Regions from separate parts of the Hordeum vulgare genome. Here region 1 is linked to region 2. The links are chromatin contacts, called in public HiChIP or PLAC-seq maps. All regions are on one chromosome and are shown on one strand. Each heading gives the region's core, a stretch centred on a gene start, on an enhancer-like site or on the middle of the called end of the contact. The rest is flanking DNA. Distances are from core to core; before and after follow the strand shown.

What was found. HiChIP or PLAC-seq counts read pairs in DNA pulled down with a chosen protein or histone mark.
Region 1: an H3K4me3 HiChIP or PLAC-seq map of embryo shows a contact between it and region 2, with 5 times the contacts expected there. The contact joins the promoter of LOC123447597 here to the promoter of LOC123447545 in region 2. A contact is called at or near these places in 1 of 6 Hi-C or Micro-C datasets (seedling) and 1 of 1 datasets of contacts at active chromatin or transcription factors (embryo).

The regions. Positions count from the first base shown.
Region 1 is chr1H:481,869,904-481,874,538 of MorexV3_pseudomolecules_assembly, forward strand. It overlaps LOC123447597 (general transcription factor IIF subunit 2), which reads left to right and starts at 2,355. Exons shown (of 6, transcript XM_045124209.1): 1 at 2,355-2,700; 2 at 3,236-3,353. The coding sequence starts at 2,509.
Region 2 is chr1H:481,466,034-481,471,117 of MorexV3_pseudomolecules_assembly, forward strand. LOC123447545 (protein FAR1-RELATED SEQUENCE 3-like) reads left to right here and starts at 2,164. Exons shown (of 5, transcript XM_045124154.1): 1 at 2,164-2,321; 2 at 2,458-2,559; 3 at 2,694-2,768; 4 at 3,159-3,221; 5 at 3,332-5,084. The coding sequence starts at 2,506.

The DNA of each region.
Region 1 (4,635 bases), core at 1,105-3,604, 400 kb after region 2:
TTGTAGTTATGGACACTATCTCGAAATGCAACTCGCTGCCAACAGAGGTCAATGATGCCTATCTTGATAACTTTGTAAAAACGGGTAATCTAGATCCCAAGGAAGTTATTGGGTGGCGGACTGCCTTCGGAGAAACAATTCCCCAACCCGCCAAAGGAGAGGTAGTTGTATTAGGTATGTTGGGGACACAAGAGACTTCTTGTTTCTTAATTGCAGGGTTGCTTGAGAGAGACCATCTTCAACCTCTACTTCCCTGAGTTCGATAAACCTTAGGTCATCCACTTGAGGGAAATTGTTGCTGTCCTACAAACCTCTGCGCTTGGAGGCCCAACATAGTCTACAAGAATATAAGCGTGCATATACATCAACATTGCACTCCGCCGCTCCCGCAAGGACAACACGCGACCGACGATAGGATCTGCCCGCCGCGACTCCATAGCGTCCCCTCAACAGGCGCCCAGTTCCTCTGGGACGGGATCATCGAGGTCCCGATGGGGGATCCATCGGCCGTTCCGGCGGACTTCGAGTCACATGTTGTCCATCGTGGGAAGGAGAGGATAAGGATTGCCGAGGCCTTTCTCGCGAAGGAAATGGCGGAGGCGGAGGCGATTGATGCGACGGAACGGGCGGCCGCAGAGAAGGAAGCCATCCGCGCCGGCACTTTGAAGAAACGACAGTGGAGGAACACGTGCGCCCTCGCTCGCGAGCAGAATCGGGCGATCCGGTAAATGGCGGGACTACCATCGACGGAGGTGGAGGAGGTGATCGACGGCGAGGACAGCTCCAGTGATGAGTAATCCGGCTCGATCCGTACCCGCGTCTTCAACCGGTACTTCGGCGAGAAGGACGACAAGTGCTCCAGGAAAGGCAAGAGTAGCCGTGGCTAATGTCCATATGGCCAAACATGTCAAATTTTGATAGCCCGATGATAATGTTAGTAGTGATGGAGTAATCAGACGATATGTATAATGCATTGACGTAGTAATTACATGGTTTGTATGAATTTAAGGTATGAGATCTGAGATGTCCGATTATATAACACATTATTTAAAGTGTGACAAATCAGTGTCGGTGGATACGTATTGACCGCATACACTCGCATTTGAGGGGCGGATTTGCAAGTTCGGATGTAGATCTCTAAGAGCAACTCTAGTAGACCCCGCACCCGGTCGGCCCGCAAAACGCGTTTGCAGTTCGCGCAAAACCACTTTTGCGGGCCGGCGCGGGCTGGCACAGATGCATACCCCGCATAATGGACCCGTAAAAAAGCATATTCGCGGAATATACTTTTTTTACGGGTCGGCTTCTGCGGGTTTTGATCTGGCGCAGCTTCTCCCGGCCCGTAAAACTTAGATTTGCAACTTAAATTGATCTAGCACAATGCTTTTCTTTGCTTTTGCAACAACATTATAGATACAAAAGATATCACCAAATCTTGACTAGAATAGCAAAACCAAAGAAAACAAGAACCACAAGTATTGGCCTTCCCAAAACCAAAATAAGCATCCATCGTCCTACACAAAAGAATGAGCAAGCTCGAAGTGAGCTACCGCAATTGAACTAAAGAATGAGCTATGGAACGAGCTATTGAAGTGCACGTACCCTGTCGTTTTCGCATTTGTAGAACACCCCATCCGGGATGCGTCGGCGTGCCCGAAGTGAGCCGCAGCACTTGGCGCCGGCAGTCGTCGCACTCTATGAGCGGCATCGGCAGGCCACAAAGACGCTGCGCGAGCGCCGAGCCCGATGGACGGCCAGACGAGTCCATGCCCGCAAACCTTCGGTGGCGGCGGACGGACGAACCCGTGCCTGCATGCGGCGATGCGTCCTTGCCTGGGCTGCGGGAGAGGCTCCCCAACCACTCCATCGCCTCGGGCAGCAACCGGCGGCCGGCGATGAAGTGTCGCAGATCTGCAAATCCGGCAGCCCGCCGACGCAGGGAGGAAGGGAGGGGAGGCCTCGTGCGCGTGGCGGCCTTCCGGCGTGCTCCTACCGGCTGCTGTCGCCGGAATCTTGGGCGGCGGCCGGCGGCGGCGCGAGGGGGGAGAGGAAAGGTGGTTGGTGGGAGAAAGCGCGGGATGAAATGTTCCCCCACCAACCGCTTCCGCTTATATGCAGGGCACCGCAGCTGCGAGGGGGAAACCCGCGTTTTCCCGGGTTGGGGTCGGGATTTTGCCGCGCCCCTTAAAATTTTTTACTGACCGGGGCGGGATGCGGGGTCTGATCGGGCTGGTTTTTCCGGCCCAACCCGTATTTTGACGATTATTTTACAGGTCGGGGTGGGATACGGGGTGAGGTCGGGATACGGGGTGTGCTAGAATTTTTGCTCTAACAAAACCTCTGCTCGTCTCGCATTCACGCCATCCGCACGTGCCTGTCTAGACTAGTCTCTTCCCGTCCTCCGCCGCGTCAGATCACGCGCCGCTCGCTCCTCCCGGTCGCCCTAGCGCCGCCACCAAACGAACCCCAAAATCGCGAGACCACCCGCGGCGGCTAGCCGGCGCAGAGATGGGCGACGAGGCGAAGTACCTGGAGACGGCGCGGGCGGACCGCTCCGTGTGGCTCATGAAGTGCCCCCCCGTCGTCTCCCAGGCTTGGCAGGGCGCCTCCGCCTCTTCCGGCGATGCTAACCCTAACCCGGTCGTCGCCAAGGTCGTGCTGTCCCTCGACCCCCTCAGCTCCGCCGAGCCTTCCCTCCAGGCAAGGAGCCCACCCCGCCCCCGCCCCGCCCCGCGATGTTCCCCTCTTTTGATTGGTGTGCGGATTTGTTCAGTAGAGTCGCCTCAATTCAAGTTCAGAAACCAATAGGTTGGTACGGGAGCTGTATAGTTAGCTGATGACCCAACTGATGGAGTAACACGATATGGTCGAATACATTTAGGTGCCTGTTTGAATCAGGTACCGAAGCATTGGGTGCTTGATGAGAACAAACCATGGTTGGCGACAATTGTGCTCATGAACAACAACCCGCACCCGCCTTCTATATATTATTTGGGGATTTGTTTGAGTCTGCAAGCTAGGCTAGGAACAAGCCTGGTGAAGACTGCATGAAAAAGCATAAAAATCTTATGCAGATTGAACTTAGTGCATTGAAGATACTAATTTGAAGAACTGCATGGCATACTGCTATCTTTGTCCCAACTGTTAATTGTTGCTCATTCTATGTCTGTATCACACTCATTATTTCTTGCTTGTGGTGCTCATCGTTCTTACAACATTTTATTTGGAATGGCAGTTCAAGATGGAGATGTCTCAAACTAGTGTAGCTAGCACTTGCAATCTACCAAAGAGTTACTCCTTGAATATGTTCAAGGATTTTGTACCCATGTGTGTTTTCTCTGAGACTAATCAAGGTACAAAACAAATTCCCTGCTTGTTATCAATCGCAGTGCATGCATTTTTTCTTATCTGTGTATTTTAATGGCCTGGAAATTCTGTTGTCATGACTGTTGTACCTGGTTTAGGTTTGCACTTTGGTTCTGCCTATGTACTTTTGGTTTAATACAGATATTGATTTTATATGCAATAGTAATCTTGTCAAAACAGTCAAATATGCTGAACTATAGTTCTGTGATGTGTTATGTCTCTAATGTTCCGCACATGCTTCATATTTTCTACAAGAGAGGTACAACATGCGCTTCAAATGTTGTATCTATAATTCATAGTTGTCGATATGAATTTGGTAACATCTGCAAATGGTTTCAGTCCCAAACCTTTTGCACAGTACTCGTGAGAAATGAACCCGTACTCATGAGAAATGAATCCACACAGTTACTTATGCATCAATTTTCTGACTTAAATGATTTAGTTTGGCATTGTATCGATTTTTCAATTTTGATGATAGTGATTGTGCCATCTGTTGAATTTTAATGATAGTGATTGTGCCATCTTCATAATTTTGATACCCTGTTCTTCTTAAAGTCACCGTGCGAGCACAGAAAATGCCACATATATATATGTCTATGTTGGCCTATTGTGCCTGCCTGCATATTCTAAGCAATGTTCTAAACCCACAAGTTTCAGGATTTAGTATCTAGTAGTTGTAGCAGTAGGTGTCTCCCGAGCTTGAGCTTCTCTTTGATGTCGGGTGAATTGAATTTCATATATGGAGAAATGTGTCGCTAGTCCAAGTCCGCTAGGTGGTGATTGCATTTATGTGCAAGATTAGTATTTTCTTGACATGTACTCCCTCCATTCCTAAATATAATAAGTCTTTTAAGAGATTTCGCTAGGAGTCTACATACGAAATAAAATGAGTGAATCTACACTCTAAAGTATGTCTATATACATCCGTATGTAGTCTACTAGTGGAATCTCTAGAAAGACTTATATTTAGGAACGGAGGGAGTAATTCATGTCTAGCATGTATTTTGGTTGGTACTGAATTCATGTAGTTTGATAAGGAGTTTCTCTTTTGTATGGGTTTCAGTGTATGTATTTTCCAGTGTTTTGTTAGGTGATCGGATGCTTTAGTCTGTTGGGACGTTTTACTTAATTGATGTGTGATCGTTGAGTGCATAGTTCCTTTGATTCCCCAATCAATAAACTTCGCCATCAAACGTGGTGGTGTAGTTTTGGGTTGTTTTTCCATGCAATCTTCTCTCAGCGGTGATGTCCTGTTATCATTCCATCATG
Region 2 (5,084 bases), core at 914-3,413:
GACCGATGGGGCGGCTTGGACACACTGAGACCGTTGGCTGGAAGCAAACGGTTAGACATGTGTTGGAGGGCATCTCTGGTACGAATAAGAAGACGAAACGAACATATGAGAATTAGCCTATACCAAAAACGAATTCGAGTTGGGTAGCATATTGAGATGCAATACATCCGGGTAGCCTCTTGAGGGGAATGCCTGCCATTGGGCCATGCGGCCTGGATGGAGCCCCATGAAAGGAGGGAGCCCGGTGGCCCGAATAGAGCTGGAAGATCATCATACGTGCAGGCCAAGACATCAACATGGGATCGTTTATATCCCTATGTAAACTCTAACATTGTTATCTATACTAGCAAAATGGCCCATGCGTTGCAACGGGAGAAAGAAATATCATACGGCACACGCTCTTAATTTATAAAAATTGTCTATAATTTGAGAATTTATAGTTACGATACAAATAAAGATGGTCTTATCCTACAAAAATGCAGTTTTCAAAATTTCACAGGTCTTCTATTTTAACACGGCTTGCATGTAGATTTAATACGTACAAAGAATCAGTCAAGTGACCTTCAGTTTCATCTCTAATCCTGATTTTGTTGACGTGTTCATTCCCAACCCGGATGAGTACCGGTATGAAAGAAAGACGAATAATAACTTATTTATTAAGATTGCACCCTAGATAGTATTTTTATTAAACGTTTAACAGATAAAATAATATCATATTTAAATTCTACATATTTTTCTAATCAAAGTCCATGTATAATATGTTAAATTTGGAGTTACGGTTTAAAAGATATGAGTATTTAAAAAAAATATTTAATATATACTACGAGTTTAATGTCATAAACAGTAAGGGCTTTTTTGTAAAATCACCTCGATGGGTTTTCCGACGAAAGCGATAGCCTCTTTATTATTAAGGTAAAGATAAGGCGGAGCTAGAGTTAGCCATTCCCATCTACAATGTAGACTCAACTCTGAGTAGTAATTTAGAAAAATACCTTTGATAGTCAAATACATAGTTTCATGGTAACCCCCTCACACGAGGTGCTCTACCAGGAATACAAATCAGAAGCATGATGCAAGGTATTACTTTAATACAAGGGTCTAAACCCGGGTAATTCGATCTCTCTCTCTCTCTCTCGTACTTTCGAGTTTTTACCGCGTCCGCCATCCTATCAAGTGTACCGATGAATTTTTAAACCGACCACTTTGCACGCCAGCTAGTGAAAAGGAAAATAATCAATCGTTACTCTCTGTGTATATATGACTTTTTGGACACTGTCGTAGTGTCAAGTAGTGACTTATATTTATATTTTGATACCGAGGGAGTATTAATTAAGAAAAACGATTTAAATTAGGTGGATGATTTCTTCCACTCTTAAGCCGTCTCCTGTGTGCAACACGTGTCCGTGTGAGTCCACCCACCGCTCCAAGCTTATCTCCTCGCTATCTTTCTTCTCCACTCGCTTTCTCCCTTTTCCCCTTTCTTTTTTGTTCGTCAATGACAGAGGAGAGGCCATCAAACCCATGACGAGTACCACCAATCACCACACCTAGGAACCGGGAGGGACCGTCGCCGACGGCCGCATGCTGCTACTCTGCCTCATCGGGCACCCTGCTGCTGCAATCCCGCCATGGTTGCGGCTGCCATTGATGCAAGCAGGAAAGGAGCTCGTCGTCGGCCTAAACCCGCATCGCTACATTCACGTTCGCCAGTGCCGGCGCATGCTGTGTTGCATCACCCATCGACGTCGCAGTGCCCTGTTGTTGCCGTCTTTCACAGGCGGCCCGAACGTGCGATGCAGTTGGTGGCGCTGCAATGGAGCTTCACCGGAGTTGTAATGGAGCATCGCAAAACGCCGTAGCTGCTGCGTTGCAGCTTCGCCGGAGCTACAATGAAGCTTCACCAGATGTTGTCGACGCCGCATTGGAGCTATGGTTGCGTTGCGTCGTGTGTTGCAATGAAATTGGCACCCCATTGCATTAAAGCTGATCTGTTGTCATAGCGTTGCTGAATCTAGTGGCCACCAGCGCGTTGATCTGACGGCTGGGCAGGCGGATGATTTCTTCCGATTGATTTGTAGCGGCCGCCATTAATTAACCCCCGAAAAGAAAGAAAATGCGAGCTAATGGGCGGACGTTCACCGCATATACACGGGCCGCACTCGATCCTCCCCCCTGGAACTGTTCTCTCTCTCCCCCTCCTTCCCTCCCATCCGATTCTCAATCCAGCGGCCGGCCGGCCGTCCGTCGCACCTCCCCTCCCGCAGCCGTTTTCCATCTCCGCTCGTCCCCTCGCAGGTCGCAGCCGCTCAGACTACGCACAGGTCCAGCGCCAATCCCTCTCGTCTCGCCTCCCCTCGAGGATCTCGATCTCCCCCCTCCTTCTCCCTCTTCTCCGCACAGCCACCACGGCGCCGGCGCGGCGGCCGATATTTACCAGCTTCTTTTCTTTCTTTTCAGGTGCCAAATCCCCCAAATCAGGAACAGCGAGCCGCCGCCGATGCGCAGATGCAGGCAGCAGGTGACCTCGGGGGACCTGTTCCCGCAACCAATTTCGAACAAGTATGCGCAGTCACCAATCAAGTTTGTCTGGGGGGATTTTTTTTTTTTGTGTGTGTGTACCTCGCCTGGAATCCTGGACTGTATGTGCGTGTATCCACCACAGTTGGAAATGAACTTCCACGAAATTGGCGCAGGTTGTGATGATGACCTATCCGGACCGGGCCGTAGAGCCGAGCCACCCAGGAGCAGCAGGGCTGCGCGTGGAAAAGGTATCATCGCTTGCACGCGTCTGCTCACAATGTGCGTTCCTCTGTTGATGATATGCTGCAAGAGAAATACACAGTCATCGGAAACAAACGGTGAATTGCTCTCGCAGCATGTATCACATTTCACATGACAGTAAATTGACGGGGGAAACAATGGCGTTTGCCAGTAACTGATTCCGGTATTCGGCGAAATTATTGTGTTTTCCTTTTGCGGTTGAGCCTCTGCTCAGCACATGTGGTTGGTAACGTTACGGGTTTCTGGTGGTAGAAACCGGGGAGGACCTTCCCTTTGACCCATTTCCCTTAATAAAAAACATCACTACTGTGCTGACTACATCTTTGAGAATGCCATCATGCTTGGTTTTACTAGGGAATAAATGATTACTTGCGCAGGAACACGTCGGCGAACAAGCAAACCCCGAAGGAGGTCTGCAGCCGATTGGTCAAATTAATCAGGTACATAAACCAAATGAAACATAACAAGTACTGCTTCTCTGTCAAACAAGTGGAATTTAATACGACATTACTTGTGGCTTAACAGAGATTGATTGTTCTCTTGCCTGCAGGAAAATGCATCAAATGGCATTGGCACAACTGTGCAAGGACTGTTGGCAGATATGTTGCATAAACAAACCAACTCGGCGGACCCTGCAGTGCAGAGCGCTGAAGGACAAGACCAATTACTTGGTGTTACAGAAGGGCATGATTTGTCTAGCAATGATACAAGCAGTGGAAGCGATTCAGGTAGCAGCTCTGGGAGTGAGTTAGATACTGAACTAGGAAAATGTTTTTACCCTAGTATCGAGGCATTGGAGAATTCAAGACCACCGGAAGTTGGAATGAAATTTCCTACCCTTGAAGATGCAGAACGTTTCTATAGCACACATGCTCTGCTAACTGGTTTTGCAGCAAGGAGGGGAACTAATTACAAGAGAAAGAAGTTTCACCTACTATGCAACAGAAGTGGTAAATTAAAACCAGCTCAGGACCTGCAGAGGAAGAGGAAGGTTAATGTTTTGGGCTCACAGTGCCAAGCAAAGGTGATAGTGAAGCTCCATAACGAGCAATGGGAGTTCACAGGAGTTAAGCACGAGCACAATCATCCATTATGTCCATCCCCATCGCTCACGAGTTTCTTTTTGGATCACAAATACTTGTCAAGTGAAGAGAAGTTATTTCTAAGAGTTCTGCAACAAAGTAGGGTAAATCCAAGGAAAGCTATGAATATTTTCCAGAGAATGAGAAGCAACTTTGGAAATGTATCATCATCAAAAGAGAAAGATACGAGCAATTCACAGTGTGTAGACCAATGGAGAAAAGAAAATTCAGATGTTGAAACCGCATTGAAGCGCTTCAAAGAACTGGAGCTGCGGAACCTAGGATTTTCCTACACCATGCAAAAAGATGAAGATAACATAGTTAGGAGTCTTTTCTGGACTGATGCAAGGTCGAAACTAGATTATGAGATTTTTGGGGATTTCATATCGTTTAGCACTACCTATAGCACTAATAGGCATAATATGCCTTTCACCCCTATCATTGGAATGAATAATCATGGGAGAATCCTTGTGTTTGGATGTGCCTTGCTACAAGATCAGAAAGCTGAAACCTTCAAATGGATGTTCCAAACTTTCTTGCATGTGATGGGAGGGAAACTGCCAAAAACAATCATAATCGACCAAGATGAAGGTATGGTGAAAGCAATTGCAGAGGTCATGCCACAAGTAAGGCCCAGGCTTTGCAAGTTCAGTGTGATGCGAAAAGCACAGGAAATGCTAGGAGCCTTCATGGCAGCAAGGGGCAACATGAATGCAGAGCTGCATGGCTTGGTAGACAACTCACTGACAGAAAAGGAATTTGAAGAAGGTTGGGCTGTGCTCATTGAAAGATACGATGCAAGTGAAAATGAGTACCTCCGACTGATGTGGAAAATTAGGAAACGCTGGGTGCCTATCTATTTCCAAGCAGATTTCTATCCATTTGTCGAGTCAGCTGGACATGTTGAGAGGACAAACTTATTATTCAAAGACAATGTGCTTCTTCAGGACAGTGTCGAGAAGTTTATCGAGCAATACGAGAGAATACAAGAGAGCATAGTGAAAACAGAGGAAGAGGATACATTGCAGCCAGCAACTGAACCGGCATACTTCTCCATGCAGCCAATAGAAAGGCATGCAGCGCGCATATACACGAGGCAAATATTTCTGAGAGTACAGAAAGAGCTATACTGTTCTACGGCGCTCAACGCTTATGAGATACGAGGAGGATCGGCTTACAGACTTGAAAAGGTCTTCAACTACAAGAACCCGGAGTTTGACA